Regions from separate parts of the Sus scrofa genome. Here all the other regions are linked to region 1. A link is a contact called in public Hi-C and promoter capture Hi-C data. All regions are on one chromosome and are shown on one strand. Each heading gives the region's core, a stretch centred on a gene start, on an enhancer-like site or on the middle of the called end of the contact. The rest is flanking DNA. Distances are from core to core; before and after follow the strand shown.

The links. Promoter capture Hi-C pulls out the DNA fragments that hold promoters and counts their contacts. A called contact is a pair of places that touch in the nucleus more often than the background predicts.
Region 2: a Hi-C map of liver shows a contact between it and region 1, with 5 times the contacts expected there. The contact joins the promoter of LOC106507712 here to the promoter of NFKBIA in region 1. A contact is called at or near these places in 7 of 47 Hi-C or Micro-C datasets (embryonic fibroblasts, heart right ventricle, liver and 4 more) and 1 of 2 datasets of contacts at active chromatin or transcription factors (alveolar macrophages).
Region 3: a contact with region 1 is called in a Hi-C map of skeletal muscle, with 4 times the contacts expected there. The contact joins the promoter of BRMS1L here to the promoter of NFKBIA in region 1. A contact is called at or near these places in 2 of 5 promoter capture datasets (fetal liver and liver), 15 of 47 Hi-C or Micro-C datasets (alveolar macrophages, embryonic fibroblasts, fetal heart ventricle and 8 more) and 2 of 2 datasets of contacts at active chromatin or transcription factors (alveolar macrophages and skeletal muscle).
Region 4: a promoter capture Hi-C map of fetal skeletal muscle shows a contact between it and region 1, with 4 times the contacts expected there. The contact joins the promoter of RALGAPA1 here to the promoter of NFKBIA in region 1. A contact is called at or near these places in 1 of 5 promoter capture datasets (fetal skeletal muscle) and 3 of 47 Hi-C or Micro-C datasets (alveolar macrophages, heart right ventricle and liver).
Region 5: a Hi-C map of embryonic fibroblasts shows a contact between it and region 1, with 2.1 times the contacts expected there. The contact joins the promoter of SRP54 here to the promoter of NFKBIA in region 1. A contact is called at or near these places in 8 of 47 Hi-C or Micro-C datasets (alveolar macrophages, embryonic fibroblasts, fetal heart ventricle and 5 more) and 2 of 2 datasets of contacts at active chromatin or transcription factors (alveolar macrophages and skeletal muscle).
Region 6: a Hi-C map of heart right ventricle shows a contact between it and region 1, with 2.7 times the contacts expected there. The contact joins the promoter of FAM177A1 here to the promoter of NFKBIA in region 1. A contact is called at or near these places in 1 of 5 promoter capture datasets (fetal liver), 2 of 47 Hi-C or Micro-C datasets (epiblast stem cells and heart right ventricle) and 1 of 2 datasets of contacts at active chromatin or transcription factors (alveolar macrophages).

Annotation. Positions count from the first base shown.
Region 1 is chr7:64,506,458-64,510,438 of Sscrofa11.1, reverse strand. NFKBIA (NFKB inhibitor alpha) reads right to left here and starts at 2,320. Exons shown (of 6, transcript NM_001005150.1): 1 at 2,094-2,320; 2 at 1,411-1,519; 3 at 849-1,059; 4 at 471-559; 5 at 92-352. The coding sequence starts at 2,320. It overlaps LOC110261573 (a long non-coding RNA gene), which reads left to right and starts at 1,526. Exons shown (of 3, transcript XR_002345861.1): 1 at 1,526-1,875.
Region 2 is chr7:64,967,735-64,971,715 of Sscrofa11.1, reverse strand. LOC106507712 reads right to left here and starts at 2,289. Exons shown (of 3, transcript XM_021100054.1): 1 at 1,796-2,289; 2 at 1,443-1,740; 3 at 1,348-1,386. The coding sequence starts at 2,289. The coding sequence ends at 1,348. It overlaps BAZ1A (bromodomain adjacent to zinc finger domain 1A), which reads right to left and starts at 2,090. Exons shown (of 27, transcript NM_001244159.1): 1 at 1,846-2,090; 2 at 1,216-1,386. The coding sequence starts at 1,328.
Region 3 is chr7:64,121,682-64,125,662 of Sscrofa11.1, reverse strand. BRMS1L (breast cancer metastasis-suppressor 1-like protein) reads left to right here and starts at 1,811. Exons shown (of 10, transcript XM_013989042.1): 1 at 1,811-2,176. The coding sequence starts at 2,035.
Region 4 is chr7:64,138,765-64,142,745 of Sscrofa11.1, reverse strand. It overlaps RALGAPA1 (ral GTPase-activating protein subunit alpha-1), which reads right to left and starts at 1,769. Exons shown (of 42, transcript XM_021099156.1): 1 at 1,157-1,769. The coding sequence starts at 1,262.
Region 5 is chr7:64,875,578-64,879,558 of Sscrofa11.1, reverse strand. SRP54 (signal recognition particle 54 kDa protein) reads left to right here and starts at 1,985. Exons shown (of 16, transcript XM_001927799.7): 1 at 1,985-2,582. LOC100153150 reads right to left here and starts at 2,320. Exons shown (of 8, transcript XM_021099173.1): 1 at 1,781-2,320. The coding sequence starts at 1,877.
Region 6 is chr7:64,806,289-64,810,269 of Sscrofa11.1, reverse strand. FAM177A1 (family with sequence similarity 177 member A1) reads left to right here and starts at 1,826. Exons shown (of 5, transcript NM_001190218.1): 1 at 1,826-2,043. The coding sequence starts at 1,879.

The sequences.
Region 1 (3,981 bases), core at 1,071-3,570:
ATTATGTTGAGACCCTCAGGAAAAGGAGGAGCTCTAGGGGTCCGAGAGCATTGCTTTTTGCAGACCCGTGAACAAGGTCATTGGGACTCACCTCATCCTCTGTGAACTCTGACTCCGTGTCATAGCTCTCCTCATCCTCGCTCTCTGGAAGCATCTGGAGGTTTTCTAGGGTCAGCTGGCCCAGCTGCTGCTGTATCCGAGTGCTTGGGCGGCCCCAGGTGAGCTGGTACGGGGAGTAGCCCTGGTAGGTGACTCTGTTGACATCAGCCCCACACTTCAACAAGAGCGACACCAGGTCGGGATTCTGCAGGTCCACCGCAAGATGCAGGGCGGTTCGGCCATTGCAGGGCTCCTGAAACCAAAAGGAATTTGAGATGCTTATGGCTGAGTCTGAGGTTTCTGCTAGCAGCAAGAGCATGTGATCTTATTGAGGGCTGAATGCCCTCCATCTGTAGGCTTGAAGCACCCACCTGAGCGTTGACATCAGCACCCAAAGACACCAACAGCTCCACAATGCCCAGGTAGCCATGGATCGAGGCTAAGTGCAGACATGTGTGGCCTAGAGTACCAAAAGTAACAAAATATAAGCACTTGTTGCCACCCTCACTTCTCAGAACTTTCACCTATTCTTTTAAGGGAGGAGGTCTTCTGAATTTGAAGAACCCAGACTCTGGGTTCTGAATGGACTTTAGTAAGGCATCAAATGCATACATGTTTTACTAAGACCTTGATGCATACATGTTTTCTCAGCCTTTCACGTGTTGAGAGTTTACACCTTGCCTTAAGTCGGCCCACCTCTCCCTTGTCTGTGTCACGTGCCCTCTGATGCATAGGGCAGCCAGACTTACCATTGTAGTTGGTGGCCTGCAGAATGGAGTGGAGGTGCTGGGTCCCGCGGGGCTGAGTCAGGACTCCCACACTGGCCAGGCAGCCCTGCTCACAGGCAAGGTGTAGAGGGGTATTTCCTCGAAAGTCTCGGAGCTCAGGATCACAGCCAGCTTCCAGAAGTGCCTCAGCGATTTCTGGCTGGTTGGTGATCACCGCCAAGTGGAGTGGAGTCTACCAACAGAAGAGGGACAGAAAGGATAAGCCATGGATCAAACCCACAATCCATGTTCCCCTTGAACCCTAGAGATATCCTGGTTGTGCGTGCCGCTCCTCCCAGACAGATACAAGGGGTTAAGGAAACAGACGGGAGACCCCAGGTGGGCTTCATAAAAGCCTCACCAAATCAATGGGATTTTTCCTTCCTCTCTAGGATGTTGGCTGATTCAGATGTAAAAGCTCAGGGCGGATCATGACTAGGGGCAGTTAATTGGGAAATCATTGGAAATAACTGTGCTAGATCCAGCTCCATCAAGGGGTCAGAGAGGCAGAACCCAAGAGGCACGGGGCGGGCAAGCAGCGCACCTGCTGCAGGTTGTTCTGGAAGTTAAGAAAAGCCAGATCTCCCTTCACTTGGCGGACCACTTCCATGGTCAGTGCCTTCTCTTCATGGATGATGGCCAAGTGCAGGAACCTGAGGGGAAGAGAGGGAAAACCCCCAGGGCTGGTGAGTGCACTGCGTGGGGCCCAGGGAGGCACAGCCCGCAGGGGATTGCGCAAGCCCGGGGTTTCTGGAGGCCGAGGCCGCGGTGTTTTCCGCGAGGTTATTATGAGCTGAGTGTTCCTGGCAGGCACCCAGGGACTTTCCGCCCCCCCCCCCTCCCCAGGCGGCGGGCGCCGGCCAGACCGCCCCGCCCTCCCGCCGGGCCGGAACGCCCTGTACTTCCCCTCCCGCCCGCCAGCGGGGCAGAAACTCCCGCCCCCCCTTATGCAAGCGGGGACTTCGCGTCCCCGTGGCCGCCCCGCCCCCGGCCGAGGGGACCCGCAAAGGTGGGTGAGGGGTGGGAGGTGTGCACGGCTGCAAGGTAGAGCCGCGGGACCACGGCCCCAATCCCCGATCCCCGGCTCCCACGCGCAACCGTGCACCTTTGCACAGCCTCGGGGTCCGTGCACGAACCCCGATTCGCGGCCGCAGCGCGGGCCCCGCACCTCCGGCTGCAGGCCCAGCGCCCCCACCCGGCCCCGCCACCCGGGCCCGCGACACTTACGAGTCTCCGTCCTCGGTGAGCTGCTGCTTCCAGGGCTCGGCGCCGCGGGGCGCCTCCTGCGGCTCGAGGCGGATCTCGCGCAGCTCCTTCACCATCTGCTCGTACTCCTCGTCCTTCATGGAGTCCAGGCCGCTGTCGTGGCGGTCATCCAGTAGCCGCTCCTTCTTGAGCGCGTCCCGGGGCCCCTCCATGGCCCACTCCTGGCCGGGCTCTGCGGGCTGGAACATGGCGCGATGAGGGCTTGGGCGCTGCTCCCTAGGTGCGCGGGCCACAGGCTGCGCGGCGCGCTGGCTGCTCGCGGTGGCTCGGGCGGGCGGGACGATGGCCTCGGACTGTTGTGGGCTCGGCAGCGCCGCCGCGGCGCCCTATAAACGCTGGCAGGGGATTTCTCCTGGGCGGGGTCAAGCTCGGGGAATTTCCAAGCCAGTCAGACCAGAAAAGAGAACTGGCCTCGTCCTCTGCTGGGGGAAAAAGAAGCCTAAACCCCGCGCCCGGGTTCATCAGAGAAACTCCCTGCGATGAGCCACTGGGGTCATGTACAGGGAACTTTTTAATGCACGCTGAGTGGCTGGAAAGTCCTCCCGACCCGGCCCCCTCCCCCGGTACTTCCCTGCAGCCTGCAGTCAGTAATCCTGGCCCTCTGCATGGAACCTTATTTTCCCTGGGGTTTCCCACGATCGATTTGATTTGGGGTCGTCGGCTGCTAAGATCCCAAGGATGGAGAACTGCTGGTTTGCTGACCTGCCGATGCTTTCCTTTTTTTTTTTTTTTTTTTTTTTTAATCTCTTGAAAATGGGAGTGGAAATGTTGGCTGGATCTAGGGATTCACTTCCCTAAACTCCTGGGGAAGGACACACTGAGGGTGGAAGGTCGCCGGCTGCCTCTGCGTTCCTACCAAAGACCAGGCTCCTGGCAGTGCAGGGACATAAACCTCCCCCTCCCTCAAGCCCCCCTCAGGTAGAAGTCGTGAAAGCTTTAGCATTAACAGCGTAAATGCTTAGAGAACCCTCAAATCATTTCCTCGGTATGAACAGTCCTGTTGACTGGGGGAGGAGCAAGCACTCTGCCCTGGATGCTGGAAAATGCTGGATATGACTGGGCTATTTTTCAGGGAAAGCAAGGTGTTAATTTTTATAGCAAAGGTTGTAGATACTTTGCAGTGACAAAATAATTACTGAGGTCGTGTTCCTCCATTTGCACTGTGCTGCTGCAGAGAACCTACTTGTGGGGGCCGCTTTCTAGAAGCATTTGGAGAAGGTGGCTAAAGAATGGGTTGAGTAGTATTTTACCCAAGATTGGGCCTTAAAGATGGCTAAGAAAGTAGTTGCCAGGCATACTGCAGGAGGCTCAGGGCAGCCCCAAGGTGGCCTTCATCCTGCCCCTGCTGGCTTCTTGGGGGACAAAGGAGGGGGCAGCAGTTGGACCTGTCCATGCCATATGGGTAGCTACTCCAGGTTCACCATGTCCAGGTCTCAGCTGCAGAAACAGAAGTATGCTCTCTGCCCCATCCCCACCTCCTAGCCAATGAAAGGAATGCATTCATCTACTTCTAGAAATGGTCCAGGCCCTAATAAAGCAACTTGGATCAGACTTTTTCAGAAGGCACCCCAGGAAGCTTTTATAGTTTTGCAGAGATTTCTCGTGATTGTTGCAATCATCTTCAACTTGACTGGCCATGCACCAACCAATCCTTTTCCTCTCCTCATCTCCCCCTCCCCAATACCCCCACCTCTGATATCTGAATGTAGGGATGACAGACAGAATATGAGGGACAAAATAAAATCAAGAAAGAAATCTTTGGGGTAGTAACGATCACATAATAAAATGAAAACTGTCCAGGGAGAGACTCTGTATGTCTTTGTAGGCATTTGATAGACAAATACATCAT
Region 2 (3,981 bases), core at 1,040-3,539, 460 kb before region 1:
GTTGCTGTTAACTCTCGGTTTCTAAGCCACAAAGGGATTCCTTCTGAGTAGAGAGGATAAAGCACAAGAAAGAGGGAGGATCAGGCTGTTTCAGCGATGGATCAATTCAGGTTCTCACTTGGAGATCCTGTTTAAACACAGCTCTAAAACACCCCGTCGTTAAGTGACACGGGACAAGAGGATCTCTTGGGAAAAACCAGGCGAGGACCTAAAAATTTAGGGGTTGAAACTACACACGCAGTAGCTCCTCCGGATTCATATCAAAACAATAGCGAGTGGCACATGTCAGGCGGCCCACATGCGCAGGGGGATAAAGAAGAAGCTGACTGGGGTTGGAGTTGAACTTGTCTTAACCCCCTCCCCCAACCCCCTCCGGCGCTCTCCAGGCTTCGCAAAAGTGAAAACGAGGGGGCGCCCGGGGCCCTGCTCTCCCGCACCTCCTCTTCCCCCGCCCAGCCCCGACTTCTTCCTCACCCGGTCTCCCGGGGCGGAGACGCTGAGTTCCCCGGGGCCGGGAGTTAGTCACCAAGAAGAGGCGGTGACAGAGCGCACGGCTCGCTTAGCACACTCCGAGGCCTAGCCTCATCGGACACCGGAGGCAGCCGGCGGAGGCTCTCCCGGGCCCCCTGGCCCCCGGCCCGCTGGGGAGCCCCCTCCTTCCCCGAGTCCCAACTCCGCTCCGCCCCCGCCCCTACCCTAGGCAGCTCCAACGTCAGGCTCTACTCCAGACCAAGGAAACAACGCCCAGCCCGGCCGTTTCCTGCCCCCAGGGGCGGGGATTCCCTCCCGGGGCCGGGGGACGGCGGCTCCGCGCCGCTGACCCGAGCGGGGATCCCCTCGGCCGCCAGGCGGGGATCCCGGAACTGGCCCCGGAGCGCGCGTGTGGCCGCGGCGGGGAGGGGCGAGGCGGGGAGTTTCCGCCGCTCGGCTGCCGGGCGGCTGCCGCGACTGGAAGCTGTCCCCGCGGCCGGCCTGGGACCCGAGGCTACTCTGCCCGGGCCGGCTCTACCCACGCGCGCCGCGGCCAGTGGGGCCAGCCGGGGGCCCCGCGCAGTCACTGGTTGGGCTCGGGGGCCAAAGAAACGCGGGCCCGCGACCACCCGTCACTTTCCCGTCGCCCCACCAGAAGCCCAGAGCGAGAATAAGGAAAGAGACAAAAGGACGTGGGGGAGAGAGTCCACACACTCCCTCGCACCCCCCGCGCCCGGCCCTTACTCGTAGTGGCGGAAGATCTCGTTGGTGACTTTACAGTAGAAAACTTCCTCGTCGGGCCGTAGGTCCGCGGGCGGCTTCTGTCTCACAAACGGCTTTCGGTGTAGCAGCGGCATCTCGTGTCCGCCCGCGGGCTCACCCGGACCCTCGGCCGCCCGCGCCGGCCCCGCTTCCCTATCAAAATTGGAGGGAAAGGAAAGCCGGTAAGGTGGGGAGCGCTCGGCGGCGGCGTGGGCCGGTCCGCGCGCCGGGGAAGCTCGACTGCCTTTTGTGTGACTGACGCGCCGCGACTGCCACCGGAGCCGAGGTCGCTCCTGTCGCGGCCGGGGTATCGAAAGAGCGGAGCCGCCCCACCTCCGCACGCCCGGCTGCCGGCTCACAATGGGGCCGGACGCCCGGCCGCGGGCGGGCAGTGCGGGAGCGACGGCGGCCCCCTCCCCCGCGCCCTCTCCCAGCCCGCGGCCGCCGCCGCCGCGGGGCTCACAACGTGCTCGGCGCGCAGCCGGCCGGCCCGACGCCGCGAGGGAGCTCGCTGCGGGCGGACCCCGGAGTCACTCCGCTTTGTTCCCCCGCTCTCCTCCACTTCGCTGCCGGCGTCGGCCGGCTCCCGAGCGACCACACGGAGCCCCTCACCTGCAAGTACGCCGGCTGCCACTTCTCCACCTTCTCAACTACAAAGGCGGCGAGGGGAGGCTCTGTCCCCCCCGGGGGGTCGCTTCCCGCCGGCCCCGCGGCGCTGCTGGCCGCCGCTTCTCCCGCTGCCACGGCCTGGCTCCGCGCGGGGAATCGCGTCCCACCGCCACTTCCCCGCCTCTCCGAGCTCCTGGGAAGTTTCTGATCTACTTTCGGCTCCGAAGGAGGAAGAGCTGTTGGGAGGAGCTTTTCACTTCTCGCTTCTACCTTTTTATTGGCTACTCGATGACTTTTACAGCCTGTCACTGATACAGGAAGAGACGGCGGAGAGCCTGGGAGAGCTACATTATTAATTAATAGAGCAACCCCTTGTGAAGAATCAGAAGCATCCTCCATGTTTGCGATTATCAACCCAAAGATCTGCGAAGAGCGCTGGGGTTTCATAAACACGCGACTAACAAAGTAAAGCCTTCCTCTTCAAGTCTGGCACCAGCGCTTGGTTCCGCGATGGGAAAAGGAGTCCTATTGAGATTTAACTTTTATTTTAAGGAAGGGAAGAGGGAGGAGAAATAAGAAGTGGAAAATATTTTGATATTTTCTAATTCAAAATTAGAGTTCTCATGTCTAAAAAATAATTTGCTTATGTAAAACCTTCACCTTGAAAATACCTTTCTTGACAGCAATGCTCTTTACTACTAAGGACAATTCAAAGACCTAAAAAAGTATGTCGGAAAATGTCATCATGCCTATAGGGCCCCCTCGTATTTAAATTAAAAAGTAGTATTTAGAAGAATACGGCGCTGAAAACATTCTGCAAGGGATCAGTATTTAATTCAATAATTCGGAATTTTAAAGATTGTGGATTTACTAGTGAAATTTTCCCTAAAACGACTTTCCCATATCAATGATTTCCATATGTGAAACTAATTTTAATGATATAATGTGACTTTCGAATTTAAAAGAATTTTCCAAAACTACAAATAACTTTAAATGTTTGCCAGCTTTATATTAAATGGTCTTTTTGGCGACAACCTTTGACATTTGCTTACTTGCATATTAACATGTAAGAATGGGCCTAAAAGACAATTTGAAGAGCAGCCATTCAACAAAGGATGTAACTAATTACTAATATTATGAAATGATCTCAGTCGTAGAAACAATGTGGGATCATCTTTGTTTCTTCAAATTAAGTACATATGTGTACTGGAGCAGAAAATGTAAGGGATCTATTCAAATCTCAAGAGTTGTCATTTTTAAACTTCTTTTAAGATACTTTTACGTGGCTAGAAAAATTTTGTGATTCAAAAATCATTAATAAAATTAATGCATCTTAGTGTATAGTCAAAGAGGCTTGGACATACTTTCAGGGGTTAGTAAGTATATTCCTCTGGATAAACTTCAAAAAATTACCCACTCAAAGATTTGAAGTTTTAAACTGGCCACCCACTAGTACACTGAGTGACACTATAGAATTCCTTACCTAGAAAGTAATTTTCCAGGTGAAAAACTTAGAGCCAACAAAGATAGACTCATAACAGGGACAAGGAGGATGGATAATTTTCAACCAATATTGAAGCATCGCTCTCACAGTTCAAAATCCCAACTTAACTCTCAAGCTAAAAATGGGTGAAATTTTATCTGAATATATAGTATTTATATTCCTTAGGTCTGTTTGTTAAGCCGCTAAAATCTCATTAAAATCATGATCAAAAATAGTAATGTTGATTTTGTTTCTATTAAATACAATTTTTTAAAGAATTGGATTCTCTTTTTGTACTAACCTAAAATTGAAATTTTATTCTACTTGAAAAAACACTATCATCTCAATTTCCCTACTACCATACTCAAATTTCAATACCATCATAACCCAGTTCTCTCAGTTACACTAAGATTTTAATTTGATTCATAGTTATTATTTCAGAACATGTTCAGTAAATAACTAACATTAAAAAGTTTAGTTTTTATGTGTTTATAATGTTTGATCGAATTGATAGCATATTAAGCTAACTTAAAATAACACTTCTCTTAAAGTTATCCTACACGTTTACTACTAAAAGCTTACCTAATATTTATTTCATATTTTGGTGTCATGATCACCTCTTTGCTTTATTAATTATTACTTCTAGGCCATTGAGA
Region 3 (3,981 bases), core at 562-3,061, 380 kb after region 1:
AGGGAACTCCTGACCATAAGTAAGCATGAATGAATTAATGCGAAGTGAGAGGAGCTCCTTTTGTAGCTCAGTGGATTAAGAACCCAACATAGTGTATGTGAGGTTGCGGATTTGATCCCTGGCATGGCTCAGTGGGTTAGGGATCCCATGTTGCCTCAAGCTCCAGCGTAGGTTGCAGATGCAGCTGGGATCCGGCAGCTGCAGCTCAGATTTGACTCCTAGCTTGGGAATTTCCATACGCTGCAGCTGTGACCATTATAAAGAGAGTGAAAGAAAAAGTGAGACTTAAAATGGATCTAAAGATAGTGTAAGCCCTACAAAATGTAAAGTGCTACATTAATGGAAGGCATCATTCCTACCTTTTTACTTTTTTTATTTTTTGTCATGCCTTCGGCCTGTGGAAGATCAAACCAGGGATCAAACCTGGGCCACAGCAGTAATCAGAGCCAAAGCAGTGACAATGCCAGATCCTTAACCCACTGAGCCATCAGGGAAATCCCAACTCCTACCTTTTAAAGGCTAGATTGAGGAAACTTCACTCAGCTTTCATGGTTTGCTTTATATTAATTTGTATTTTCCAAGCTGACAATATTCTTTTCCAGCCTTATTCATTTTTCCCCTTATGGTTTCTCTTACATTTGCTACACATCTTTTTAAAAATCTATTTGAGGAGGGGAGAGAGAAACTCCTTTTAAGCAAAACACCACCCTGTAACTCTAATTGCGCAATCTTATATTATTTTGTCTGCCTTAAACATAAATATAATGATGACAGGACTTTTAGAGCTGGAAGAGAACTTAGCAATAACATAATGCAACCTTCTTGTTTTACCACTGATGAGATATTATGTGATTTGCCCAAATGAATTGCCTGGTTATCAGTAGAACTAGGGCTAGAATCCATACCTCCTCTCCAGCTTCCTTCTGTTTTTCTTTAAGCAGCAGAACAGAAAGCACTTGCTACAGGGGCACTGTGTGATGGTGGTTGGGTGTGGGCTCTGATGCTGGACTACTCAAGTTCAAACCTTAGCTTTGCTACTTATTAGTGGTGTGACTTTGGCCAAGTAATCTAACTTGGCGCTTCAGTTTCCTCATTTACAAAACGGAAGGCTAATTATATGTAGTTCATGGAGTTTTTATAAGGATTAAGTGAATTAATGTACTTAAAGCACATAACAGTGCTTGGCACATAAAGAGTGACCAGAGTGTATTTTTCATTGAAAACTTAAGACCGGTGGCATTTTCACGTTGCATATGGTAAAAAACGAATGCAAAAAATACTAGCTGAAAGTGCCATGATAAAAATTCCTTTCTTTCCATATTTTTGATTACAAAAGTCTCAAAAAACAATTGGAAGATTTTTGTGCAACATAGAAAGTGCAAGTTATCGTCAGCAGAAACTAATTTATTAATATTAGTTTATTAGTGGTAATAAATATGCTTAGGTAAAAACATTTCTCCAGTTCCCTCAGCCTCAAAGGGGAGGAAAAATCCTCGGGCAAAAGACCTTTTCACATCTGACAGTAACATTTTGGATAGCTTGGGCGCTCAGACAATCACTTGGCGGGAAAAGAATAAATAAAGACCAAATTCGCACAATCTGTTTTTGCTTAGTTTACAAACTCCGATCGAGTCTGGCAGCTTTCATGCCTTGTGGGACTTGAAGTCCAGAGAGGAGAAGCAAGCCGGGCCATTGAAGCTTGGAAGCCGGCTGCCCCTGCGGGTCTTGAACCACTAGGGACTACAACTCCCAACATACACCGCGAGGCCGCGCCGTAATTACTGGTAACCAACCGGACCCGAGCTACACAAGCCCCATCCCCCCGGCTAGGAGCACTGCCTCCACCAATGGCAGAGCTCCCAGCGCAGAGCCTGCGGGTTAGGTTGTGAGGCTCGGGCCGGGGGCGGGGAGGAGCCGAGGGGTTTCAGAACGAGCTCCGCCGCTGGGTGGGTCGGGGCGTTCCGCGCGCCCTTCACTGAAGCGGCGGTGGCCGGGCTGGGCACTGGGAGTGGGAAGCGACGGCGCGGCTGGAAAATGCCAGTCCATTCTCGAGGGGATAAGAAGGAGACGAACCATCACGATGAGATGGAGGTGGACTACGCCGAAAACGAGGGGAGCAGCTCTGAGGACGAGGACACCGAGAGCTCGTCGGTCTCTGAGGATGGAGATAGCTCAGGTACGCGACCCAGCAGAGCTGGGACCCCAAGTCCTCGAGCCAGACTAGCGCCAGGCCGCTCTCTGCACGCCGGCAGCTGCGTCCTGCTGGGAGAGCGGGGCGGGGAGAGAGGGAAGGGGCGGAGACTCACTCCCGGCCCTCGGTAGCACCGGGACTGTTCGCCGGGCGCTGCCTGTGCTCCTGGCGGATCCCGGTTGGCGGGGCGGGGCGGGGCGGGGCGGGGCTGGGCAGGGCGCGAGCCTGGACTCGCCGCACTTCTGGACGCCGCGCGGACCTGCCCACGGTCCGCCCCGCCCTTGGGACCTCCGGGCTGTGCCCGGAGCCGTCCGGAGCGAGGACTGTCCCGCATCCTGTCTGGGAGACTCTGGAAATGCCTCCTCTCCTCAGACCACCCACTTCTTATTTTACACCTTTGCAACCTTTACTTCGCAACGTGGGTGGGTTGTCTGAGCCAAGGGTAGATTTGTATTGGCTCCTGGCCGGTTTAGAATTTATTAATCTCAGCTTCCAAGTCAACGTGTCAGTCAGTACTTGACATCGGTGCTCTTTCGGGGGGCTGACGTGGGAGCGGTACCGTTTGCAGCATCTCTCTGAACTTTTCAAGACTGAGAGGAGCCCAACATCATGGATGATAGTTTTTGCACCCTTTTAGGAATTATTATTTTAAAAACAAATGGAATTTGTGATTACTTGGATTCTTTTTTTCTGTCCATATAATGAATGTGAGACATTATTTTTTGTCTTGGTCTGATTTTGGCCATGTAAAGCAAGAATTGATGACAGATTGATGACAGTGTGTTGTCATCTCTACACCCTCTTTTCAGGTTTCCTTTCAAAGAACCTCCGTGGAAGAATGTACTGCAGTCAATAAATCAACCAACCCCAAATAAGTGTTTATAAGTGACTTCTTCGTGCAATTCTGGGTTCTACTCAGTGTGAGGTATAAATAGTTACGATCTGACTTCAATTAAAGATCTTTCATAGGTCACCACTTCCTTAAATTGCCAATTGAATGCTTAACTGTAAACAATACTGTAGGAATTCAGAGGCAGAGGAAATCTTTTCACTGTGGAATGGTTAGCAAAGGCTAGTTGAAGGTGGAATTACCTAAGTTATCTTGAAGAATGGGTAGAATTTGAATTGGAGTTAGTGTTCAGGTGTTTCTATAAGGGGAGGAATGTAGGAAAAAGTGCCAGCGCCGGAACTTAAAGCTTATTCAAAAGAGTGAGAAAATCTGGTTGACTGGGAGAAGAATCTGAACTATAAAAAGAGAAGATATAGATGTGAAAGATTTAAAAAAAAAAAAAAAAAGCAGGAAGCAGGGTTGATGACAAGTTTAGGAGTGAAAGTAAGAAAAAAAAAAAAATCTCTGGGGTAGCATGAACAGAAATAGAAAAGTAGAATCCGACTAGGAAACATGAGGTTTCAGGTTCGATCCCTGGCCTCCCTCAGTAGGTTACAGATCCATCGTTGCCATGAGCTGTGGTGTAGGTAGCAGACATGGCTCAGATCCTGAGTTGCTGTGGCTCTGGCATAGGATGGCAGCAATAGCTGGGATGAGACCCCTAGCCTGGGAACCTCCACATGCCGTGGTGTGGCCCTAGAAAAAGGCAAAAAGACAAAAAAAAAAAAAAAAAAAAAGAAAGAAATAGAAAAGTAAAAGATTTGTGATGAAAGTAGAAGGTAGAGTATTACAGACATCTTGTTTTTGAGGTCATGGTGGTATAAAGCCAGAGTGCCCCAAACTGACAGGTGGAAATATGGCATTAAAACCTGCCTGGGATGGGAAGCACAGTTAGGAAGTC
Region 4 (3,981 bases), core at 520-3,019, 370 kb after region 1:
CTTCAGCTTTCTTATTTGTAAAAACGGGAGGATAATAATTTCCCTGCCTTTAGAGTTATTGTGAGAATTAATTATAATTTATGTGAAGTCATTCTGTAAATATAATTTGCACCATACAAATGCTAGGTGTTACTGGCGGTGTCCTGTGGGTATGAGTAAACAATAGAGTAGAGAAGCATGCACCTCGAATATGGAATTTATATCACTGAATAAACGTCACCTGTCAAAACAAGCATTCGTTAGGAAGAGAGCTTGAGATGATAAACTTTGAACTAGGATTCAGGCATCTGGGTTCTAAACTCAGTTCTGCTATTAACTCTCTGTATCAACACAGGCAAACTAACTTCCCTTTTCACCTCAAGTTTCATGTACAAAGATCCAAGTACTGGACCAGATATTCCATAAGTATTATTACAGCCCTTATCAGCCCACGAAATGACCAAGTACCCCAAAAATTCGTTTAACACTATATCCACAACTCAAGAGCAGTTTGGTCGGCCAGCAAAACAGAAAGCAACAAAACAGTAAGAAAACTGTAATTAAAAAGAAAATTTTATATAATTCTCGTAAAGCAAAGGACGATATAAACTACCTTGTTTTCTACGATTAATAATAGTTCTGACTCTAAATGGCCGTAATTACCAACAAGGTGCACTAACAAGGGCGGGGTTCTTTCCCACAAGCTTTTTGGGAACCACCCACTTCCCAAAGAGGTATAACTGCTTCCTCCTGGCCCTCCTTGGCCAATAAACTTGAAAGATTAAGGTTTATATTGTCTAAGAGATTTTTTTTTTTTCACTTGGGTGGGGATGGCAGTAGTCATGTGACAAACATACCCTATCAACACCATTATCCGCAACCCCAAGTCTCCCGAAAGTCCAAAATGACCTAAGGTTTGAGTAATAAGTGTTTCTTAAAAACAGTTCGAGGTATTAACCCAAAACGAGATAAAGCTGTCTTAGTGCGATTAGTGTTTGCCAACTGCCAAGTGTTCCCTTGCCCAAATTATCCGCCCTCCTACGTCTCTGCAGAGGCTACGCCTCGCCCTCCACTCCCGCATCGCGCCAGGGCTGGAGGGAGAATCCCCAAGGGGTTCCCAGGAGAGAGAAGGCCGGGCAACCCAGGCCTCCGGGCGTCGCCAACCCTCGCCCCTCACCAATGACGATGCGCAGGTGCTTGAGACGGGTCAGGGCGTCCTTCTTGGTGTCCAGCACCTTCTGGGTAGACTTCTTCACGTCCCCGTGCGGCTTCTTAGAGAACATCCTGCCGCCGCCGCTGCCACGGCCGACTCCGGCCCCCTCGCGGCTGGGTCCCGGCGGCGGAAAGTGGAGAGAGTGGGCGGGGAGGAGACTAGCGTGAGCCGTTCATTCACTCCCCAGCCTTGCGGGCCTCGGAGCAGCCGACTCCTCCCAGATCCAGGCCAGGGCCGCCACCTCCGCCCGCCTCGCGCGGCGGCTGCAAGGTACCTTCGGCTCCGGCTCCAATATGGCGGATCCCCTCTCCCAGCCCCGCACGGAGCGACGGAGAACCGGGCTGGTCGCCCGCCGCCTCCGCCCGCTTCCTGCGGCCGCCGCTCGCCTCCACAGGTCGGGCCCGAGACCCGGGACCCGGAGCCGCGGAGGTGGGGCTCTCGGCGGCAGCGGTACAACTCCTCTCTCCCTGAGGCCCCCTTAAGGTTAAAGCTTCTTTAGCAGCTTAGACCCTGCAGGGGCCGATACGGAGATGGAGTGTGGTGATGGGGTTTCACGACTTTGCCGTCGGTGGCGAATGGTCCCCGTGGCAACCGCCTTCTGACGTCAAGGGTTCTTGACGTCATGCCAGCGTGAGATCACCCTTGGTATTACCCTCCTTTGGTTTCCTGTGGAAGAAGCCAAAGGAGGAGCCCAGCAAAGTCAGGGAAGGTAGTTCCTGCGTGCGCCATTGTTAGCATGGTGACTCCTAGCCAAGCGCTCAGAGTAGTTTTTGTTTAAAAAGGTCCTCCGTCTCCACTGTTTACTATGTCACTTAAGAAGTAAGTAACTTAAGAACATAGCTCCAAAACATCAAAGCAGATGTGCAATATATTTCGCATGCCAATTCCGAAGGCTTTGGTTGTAACACTCCTTCATTTCCTTAAAATGAATTTTGATTAAAGGATATTTGTTTGTTTTGTAAAGGAATGATTAACAATATCCTGTAGTTTAGAGATTTGTAGGATTTCAGTACATCCTCTTGGTTAAAATTATCTTGCATAAATAAATGAGTTCTCACTAAAGCCTATGGTCACAGAAAAGTTATAGGGAAAAGATACCTGGAGAACTTTAAAAGTTTAATTTTCTTAATATGTAGAAAGTTCACAAATCCAAGAGAAAGTTGCTAAGACCTAGGTAGAAAAATTAGTAGAAAACAGGGGGAAAAAAATCACACTAGTGGATTCTCAACCAAAACATGAAAAACATTCACTGATAATTTTTGTTTGTGGTAACACCTGCGGCTTATGGAAGTTTCCAGGACAGACTGAATACGAGCCACAGCTGTGACCTATGCCACAGCTGTGGCAACACCATATCCTTTAACCCATTTTACAAGGCTGGATATCAAACTGGTGCCTCCAGCAGTGACCTGAGCTACCCGCTGCAGTCAGGTTTTTAACCCACCGTGTTACAGCAGGAACGCTTATGGATAATTTTTTTTAAATAAGATTAAAACAAATTTTAAACAGCTTTATTGAGATGTAATTGATAAATGATAATCCACACATTTTCAAAGTGTACAATTTGGTGATTTGGACATTTGCACGCACCCATGAAAACATAAGCACAATCAAAATAGTGAACATATTCATCACCCCCCAAATTTTCCTCTTGCCCCTTGGTAATCCCTCCTTTTTTTATCTTTTCTTTTCCTTTTCTTTTTAGGGCCACACCTATGGTATGTGGAAGTTCCAAGGCTAGGGGTCTAACTCCAGCTGCAGCTGCTGGCCTACACCACAGCAACACAGGATCTGAGCCTTATCTGCCACCTACACTGCAGCTTGCAGCAATGCCGGATCCTTAATCATACTCAAGGCAAGGGATTGAACCTGAATCCTCACAGACACTATGATGGGTTTTTTTGTTTGTTTGTTTTGTTTTGTTTTTGTCTTTTTGCCATTTCTTGGGCCGCGCCTACGGCATATGGAGGTTCCCAGGCTAGGGGTCCAATCGGAGCTGTAGCCACCAGCCTATGCCAGAGCCACAGCAACGGGGGATCCGAGCCGCGTCTGCAACCTACACCACAGCTCACGGCAACGCCAGATCCTTTAACCCACTGAGCAAGGGCAGGGACCGTACCCACAACCTCATTGTTCCTAGTCGGATTCGTTAACCACTGCGCCACGACGGGAACTCCTGGGTTCTTAACCTACTAAGCCACAACAGGAACTCCATAATCGCTCCTTTCCGCTGTCCCACCCCAGTTCCCCACGGGAACTCCTGGGTTCTTAACCTACTAAGCCACAACAGGAACTCCATAATCGCTCCTTTCCGCTGTCCCACCCCAGTTCCCCAGGCAATCACTGATCTGCTTTCTGTTACCCAGAGTTTTAATTTTCCAGAGTTTTATATTAAACATACAGTCTCTTGCACTCAATATAGCGTTTCTTTGTTTTGTCTTTTTGCCATTTCTTGGGCCGCTCCCGCGGCATATGGAAGTTCCCAGGCTAGGGGTCGAATCGGAGCTACAGCTGCTGGCCTACGCCAGAGCCACAGCAACGAGGGATCCAAGCCCCGTCTGCAACCTAACGAGGGATCCAAGCCCCGTCTGCAACCTAACGAGGGATCCAAGCCCCGTCTGCAACCTACACCTGCGCCACGGCTCACGGCAACGCCAGATCCTTAACCCACTGAGCAAGGCCAGGGATCGAACCCGCAACCTCGTGGTTCCTAGTCGGATTCGTTAACCACTGAGCCAGGACGGGAACTCCAAATATAGCGGGTTTTTTTTTTTTTAAATAATGTAACA
Region 5 (3,981 bases), core at 736-3,235, 370 kb before region 1:
GGCTTCCTGACAATATGAAAATCTCAGGGTAGTCAGACTACATACATAATGGCTAGCTTCTCCCTGAGCAAGCATTCCAAGAGACAGGAAGGAAAAATTGCCAGTTTCTTAAGTCCTGGGTCTGCAACTGGCATGGTGTCATTTCTGCCATATTCTTTTGGCCAAAGCTGTCACAGAGTCAACTCAGATTCAAAAGGAGAGAATAGGAGTTCCTGTCTTGGTGCAGTGGAAATGTATCTGACTAGGAACCATGAGGTTGTGGGTTCAATCCCTGGCCTCACTCAGTGGGTTAAGGATTCGGTGTTGCGGTGAGCTGTGGTGTAGGTGGCAGATGTGACTTGGATCCTGTGTTGCTGTGGCTGTGGCATAGGCTGGCAGCTATAGCTTCGACTGGACCCCTAGACTGGGAACCTCCATATGCTGTGGGTGCGGCCCTAAAAGAAAAAAGCTTTACAGAGGTAGAACTGACATACAGCAAACTGTACTTATTTAAACTGTACACTTACTTAAGTTTTGACATGTATACAACCATGAAACATCACTATAATCAAGAAAGTGTACATATCCATTATCACTAAATGTCTCCTCTTGTCCTTTTGTAATCCTTCCTTCTCTCCAAACCTCCACCCACCCAGCCATCAGAGTCGTATTTTCTTTTTTTTCTTTTATGGCCACACCTGTGACACATGGATGTTCCTAGGCTAGGAGTTGAATGGGAGCTGCAGCTGAGGCCTACCGCACAGCCACAGCAACACCAGATCTGAGCTTCATCTGTGATCTACGCTGTAGCTTGTGGCAACACAAGATCCTTAACTCAGAGTGAGGTCAGGGATGACACCTGAATCTTCACCGACACTAAATTGGATTCTTAACCCAGTAAGCCACAACAGGAACTCCCAGAGATGTATTTTCTGTCTCTATAAATTAGCTTGAAATTTCCTGATTTTATATAAATCGGATCATATGGTATGCAGGTTTTTTTCAATATGGTTTATTTCGCTTAGCAAATTTATCCTTGCTGTTACACATTAAACACTTTATTCCATTTATTTGTCAATATTCCAATACAAAAATACAGCACAATTTATCCATTCATCTGTTTCAGAAGGAGATGCCTCCTTCCCACCCCTTTTCTTGCCATACTGTACTGGCTAGAAGCTCTATTACTGATGCTGGCTAGAAGTGATTAGTACAAATCCTTGTCTTATTCTACTTTTGTGTGTGGGGGGGGCACACATCTGGAAAAGGACCTTATTCAAAAATCAAGGTCCTTTCCCTTTTTCCCTTTTTCTTCTCCCTTTCCCCATCCTGGAAAAACTGCTAGTAAATTAACGGCCCATTTTACAATTGAGAAAATAAATGCACTAGCTACATGTGATTCTGTCTGCAGGGTTAAAACTTCCAGCTCTATATCCTAAAACCTCTCTTGCAAAGGGCGTTTTCAGGTAGGATCCTAATGGTTGTCCCAAATTTGTGGGAAGGCTAACCCCTCCTTTGATTTTCCCTTCATAAAAGGGGTTAGACACAAGGTGGCTCTAGCGGCTTGTCTGAAGTCTGTAGCGGAATCACAAACCCAGAGCAACGTCTTCCTGCACCCAATCCTACAATGGACTCAACCTGCCAAAGTTTGAGATGTGCCCTCGACGACCAGCCCCGTTAGCAGAGCGGAGACCAGCACAGCTACCCTATGGAAGGCTTTAGGCCTCTTCCTGAGTCCCCAAGGTCGGCGCCCACAGCATATCCTTGCCCCAACCGCCTGCCTCTGGTTCTGATCACTTACGGGTAGTTCGCATCCACTGAAGCAGCGCTGGGAGGTCCGCCGGAGCCACCGTATTAAGCAGCTGCAGTACCGCCTGCCTCGCGGAGTGGAATTCCATGTTGAAGCAGAAAACAAGAGCAGGGGGAGGTTTGCATCGCGCACGCGCAGCCAGAGGAGGATCCAGACACCCGATTTGACCCAAGGTGGAACCCGCCTCCCAGGGCTGAGAAAGTCCTAAGCGCCGCCCCCTCCGTGGAGTTCTCACGTGCTCCCGGGAATCCCTACATTCAATTGCACCCCCATCTCTCCTAATTACTCTCTTAGCTGGTGGTGCTCAGCAAGTCATTTTTTTTCTTAAGGTGGCGCCTGGAAGCCCGACTTCTTTCCTGAGATGGCATCCCTAGAGAGCCTCGTATCTTAATACTAACTTTAATGCTGTAGTTATGGAGCAATAAAAAACGACTGTCAAAAACCGGCAAAGCAAACAACTCAAAAAACCCTTTCAATAAAGCGCACCGAAGGAATGCGGCGGGTGCCCCGGAAGCGGAAGTGTATCCTGTTCTTGAAAGGCTGGACTACGCAGAGTGGTGACGTTTCCTCATTGGGCGGAAGGTTCGGTGGCAGTCGTCGGTCTTCCAGCTGGTGGGAGTTGGCGTCGCGGTGCTGGGCGCTGGGACCCTAGTTTATATAGTTTTGGAAGTCGGGCTGTGGGGTCGCCCCTGTCTTTCTGATCCTCGCTTTCCCGGGTTTACTCCCCCAGCGTGGGGCTTCGCGAAGGATTTCCCGGCCCCTTTGGGCCACGGCGGTGGCGGTGCCTTTTGCGGTAAGTGTCTGCTTTTTCCCGCCCCTGACTACCGGGTAGCAGCTAGGGGCAGCCCCGTCGCTGCTTAGGGGTCTAGACACTCCGGAGGGAATCGGCTTCCTAGGCCACCAATTGTCGTCCCCGAGACCGAGATGTTCTGGCCCATTTTCATCTCGTATCCCCCGTCAGAAGTTTTGTTGAAAGATGCGCTGTGACCCTTTTAAATTGTCTTCTGGCTTACCTGAGCCAAGTTAGACGTAAACAGTTGCAGGCCTGACTCTTGGTTTTGTTTTCCTGATCAAGAATTTAGATTCAGGCTACTTACCTGAAAATCTTGAGGCGTTCCAGATTTTATCTTTCCATGTTAACTTGTGCCTAATTAACCCAGCGTCCCACATATAGTAGACATTCAGTAAATGAGTAAGGGATATCAGTTCAGTGCCATTGATGACTTAGGATAAATTGATGGTTCTCTCTGTAGCGTTCGGCTCTAATAACCACTTCTTGAAGCTCTTTCCCCTATTGGCGTTCTTGATGCTTTGCTCACCTAGTTCTTTCATATGCTTCATTCAACAAAATATTTACTCATTCTTATCTGTAGGGTTGCTGAAATGAATGACACCAACCCTGGCATTGAGGAGATAGCGGAACAATGAGAGAGAAGCACATAAATATACATTATAGCAAGATGAGTAATAAACTCCAGTAAGGTATAAAGAGTCATGAGAGCTATGGGAACACAGAGGAGAGTGTGCTCCTTAGGAGATTTGGGAGCTTGAGCAAGTTGATATTCCAATTTAGCCTCAGTTTCCTTATCTATCTATTAGCTTAGTATGAGGATGAAAGATAAGATAACTGTTTGGTACAGTGCCTAGAATATAGCAGTGGTGGTGCCAAAGGGAGAGGAAATATTTCCATTAGGTCTCTTTCCCTTAGTTTTTTGAACTGGTCAATCAGTATGTTCCAGCTGAATATAAAGTACTGTGCAAAAGCATCATCAGGCCCTCCTTCATGCAGATTAGTCCTGTAACTCCACCTATCTGGAAATTCTGGATGTGCCACTGGAACATAGTAAGTTAACCATAAGTAGTAGCTTTTCTTGTTTTTTAATTGATTTTCTTCTGCATGCCTTTGAAGAGGGAAAGGGAACTAGTAAAAGCTTTTATCCTTTTGGTTATTCTCAGTCTTAGTTAACGCTCTCCTTTTGGTTGGCCCTGTACCACTGCTGTAACCCAAACGCTCTCCTTGAGGGTTCCTGTGTGCTTTCACGATATTATCCTTGTATGCCAACCATTTCCACATCCTTTTCTCAGTCTTTGTCTCATGAATTATATAGTTCTTTTTTTTTTGTCTTTTGTTGTTGTTGCTATTTCTTGGGCCGCTCCCACGGCATATGGAGGTTCCCAGGCTAGGGGTTGAA
Region 6 (3,981 bases), core at 577-3,076, 300 kb before region 1:
GTGCATTAGCAACACACTAATTTGATTTTATTACCAGAATATAGACTAAGAATTTCCACACAATTTAAAAAATATAGATGGCTTTCAAATAACTTTTTGTTTTTAAGGTTTTTGGTTTGGTTTTTAGGTTGTCATAGTTAGATGCAGGATAGAAAGTATACAAAAATATTAAGCAGAGAGTAAGGAAAAAGAACTTTTGCACAGGAGAGAAAGGAATAGTTAAGGTTGTAGGGGTCTTGGTCCTGCTGGTGCCATGCTGAATAGAAGATATTCTAGGCCATAACCTTGGGGAGAATTTATCAACTTTGGCATGAAAATGGAATTTAAAGTATCAAATGAAGCTCCTTCTCCATGGCCAAAATGATGTATTTGACTTTCGACCTCTGCAACTAGTGAAAATTGTGTGAAAACTCTCATACTAAAACTACAATAAACGCCCAACTAGTTTTTTATTTTTATTTTATTTTTATTTTTATTTTATTTTTTTTGTCTTTTTGCCATTTCTTGGGCCGCTCCCACTGCATATGGAGGTTCTCAGGCTAGGGGTTGAATCGTAGCTGCAGCCACCGGCCTACGTCAGAGCCACAGCAACGCTGGATCCGAGCCGCATCTGCAACCTACACCACAGCTCACGGCAACGCCGGATCGTTAACCCACTGAGCAAGGGCAGGGATCCAACCCCCAACCTCGTGGTTCCTAGTCGGATTCATTAACCACTGCGCCACGACGGGAACTCCAATCATGGCTTTTTAATTTGGTTGAACATTGGGAAAAAATTGGAAAAGTCTGAAATGTTCCTTCTTACACACAAAACCCCCTAAATAGATAATACATCATTCCTCACATTCGTTAACACAGAAGTTTGCTGCTACTCTTTGTTCTCCTTCAGGTCTCACTTAATTTTTTCTAGAGTGACATATACTTAAGTACTTCAGACAAAGGTAAACCAAATTCGCCTTTGAGTTTCTTTCTTTTTTTGTCTTTTTAGGGCCGCTCCCGCGGCATATGGAGGTTCCCAGGCTAGGGGTCTAATCGGAGCTGTAGCTGCTGGCCTATGCCGGCGCCACAGCAGCCCCAGATCCAACCCGCGTCTGCAACCTACACCACAGCTCATGGCAACGCCGGATCCTTAACCCACTGAGCAAGGCCAGGGATCAAACCCACAACGTCATGGTTCCTAATGGGATTCTTAACCATTGAGCCACGATGGGAACTCCTGGGGTTCTTATTTCAAGGTATTTTGGCTAGACTATCATCCATGTAAGAAATGGAAAACTTAGCATGAGCCGTTTATTAAATTTTTTTTTTTCAAAGATATGTTTGGGTCACTTTGCTGTAAGCAGAAATTGGCACAACATTGTAAGTCAACTACACTATAATAAAAAAAGATTTTCGAGTGCAAAAAGAAAAAATTTTTTTCAGCAACCACATCTCATCACAAGCCTTTGAAGCACCCTACGCAGCTGTTCTCATGAGTGCAGAAGCCAAGGCCTGGGAGGTGACTGCCCAGGATGCATCTGATGAGTGGCTGCGCGGAAATCCCAAAGCCTGGCCTCTAGGTTCAGGTACGAGCTATGACGTCACTGGTGGTGCCAGGCAGCAAGCTCCGGACGTGGGCCGGGCCGGATATGGTACTGCAGAAGGCCCCGCCCCGCAGGAGCCATTTGTTGCGCGGTTCAGACAGCCCTCAGTTAGAGCCCCTGTGTCGCGCCTGCGGGGCGGGGCGCCTGTGGGCCCCGCCCCTCAGGCCGGCCCCACCTCAAGGCCGCCCCGCCCCTCCCGCAGTGGTGAGCTCGGGCGCGGCGCGAGGCGGGCGCTAGGGGTGAGTTTTACTTCCTGACAGCGGGCTAGGACGGCGCCTGGGAGGGGAGGCGGAGGATGGAAGTGGGCTTATCGGCCGTGACCTTGTATCTCGCCAGCGCCAGCAGTCCTGCGGCGGCGACAATGATGGACCGGGAGCCAGTGAACCGGGAGGAGGGAGGAGAAGCAGTGGGTGTCTCCGGAGCTGCGGCCGCCTCGGCGTTCAGGGAATCGTCTCGGCAGGTAGGTGGGGCTGCGCAGGGTTGCCGCGACGCTGAGGCTGAGGCCAGGAGAGCCCAGCCGCCTGTCTGCCTCGTCCACCCGCAGCTTTTGGCCTGCCCGGCCTTCCTCGTAGCAGGCCGTCCGCCGGGGGTGCGTTTCGAGACTCCTCTTCGCGGTATCCCCGCCTCTGCTCCGAGCATCTGCTTGAGGGAAGGGGCAGACGTTTCTGCAGTCGGATCGCTGCTTGGCAACCCCTGCACTGACAGCCCCGCTGACTCTGGGGTGGCCTAGTGTTTAGAGGGGTTACGTTGCAGCTTCAGGTCTGCTAGCGAGAGAAAGAAGGCGTGTCCCCGAAAGGCTGTCCTTTAGCTGGAAGCCAGGTGACGCTGGCTAAAATCATTTCTCAGTCTCTCGTTGTGGGAGGGCCTGACTTGACATCTGCCCTTTGGTTAGCTAATAGCAACTACGTGCTGTGCATTTACAGGCTCCTCCCCCACTCCCCAATCCTTACAACTTGTGCTTGAGGCGGGCGTTCACCCCCATTTCACCAGAAGGGTAACTATGGCTCAGAGCCGCGCTCTCCAATAGACGTACAATGCCAGCCGCATTGTAAATTGTACATTTTCTAGTAGCCACATTAAAAAAGTAAAAAGAAACCGGTGAACGTAATTTTAATATTCAATTTTATGTAACCCAATTTATTAGAACATTTCAACATGTAGTTAATATGAACTGAAATTAATTTTATATTTTAACCCAATTTGTCAAAAAAACATTTCAACATGTAATTTAATATGAAAGTTATCGATGAGAAATTTCACATTCTCTCTGCTTTCTAGTCTTTGAAATCCTTTGTGTATTTCAACACATCTCAGTTTATTTTAGCCGCGTTTCAAGTGAGCATTAGCCACATGTGGCTGCTGGTTACTGTATTGGACAGCATAAGTTTAGGGAGTTATGTTATGTTTGGAGGCTTATTTTATTTTGGATTTGGTAATCAGAAGTAGTAGTGTGGGATCTTCGGCCAAGTAAAACTAATGAAAAAATGGCTTTATCTGAAACCAGCTCAGGAGTATACAATTTTGATGTTAAAAACCTCCAGTTGCTTCTGTGTAGAAATCTTCTGACCTTCCAGTGAGAACAAAGCTTTTCAGTAGGTTCATTTTTGAGACTAACTACCTGAATGTTAGTAAGACATCTCCCCCAAACTTAGATTCCTAGAGAATGGTGCCTAAACGTAAGTAAAGTTTAAATAAGATTTAGTTTGTGTTAACAAAACCCTTTTTCACATGCTAGTCTTTATATGGAATTGTTTTTTCTTCTACTTAAGAAGGGGGAAGGGGAGTTCCTATTGTGGCTCAGAAGAAACGAACCCTACTAGTATCCATGAGGATGCAGGTTTGATCCCTGGCCTTGCTCAGTGGGTTAAGGACCCGGCGTTGCTGTGAACTGTGGTGTTCACAACAGGTCACAGACTCGGCTCAGATCCTGAGTTGCTGTGGCTGTGGTGCAGGCCGGCAGCTGTAGCTCCAATTCCACCCCTAGCCTGGGAACTTCCATATGCTGCAGGTGAGGCCCTAAAAGGAAGGAAAAAAGAAGGGGAAAGGTAACCTGCAAGAAGGAATTTGGGGCAATGCTAATTGCTTAGGAAGCCACTTGTTATGTTCAGTTGAGACCTGTTGTTGACAGGTATACTTGAACAGAGCCTTTAAGTCCAAAGTGCTTGATGTGTTTTCCATTTGATTTTGCTTCTGCTACTGTAATTACTTTAATTACTGCTTCAGCTCTGAATCTCTCTAATAGCAAAGTATACATACCTGTACCAATTTATCAGATAAATGTTGTTTGAAGAGAGTCTTTTTGTTGGGGCTTAGTGCTGTGATCTTATTTTCACATTCTTGGCTAAAACAAAACAAAACAAAATAAATACTCAAACCTAAAGAAGACTGTAGAACAAAA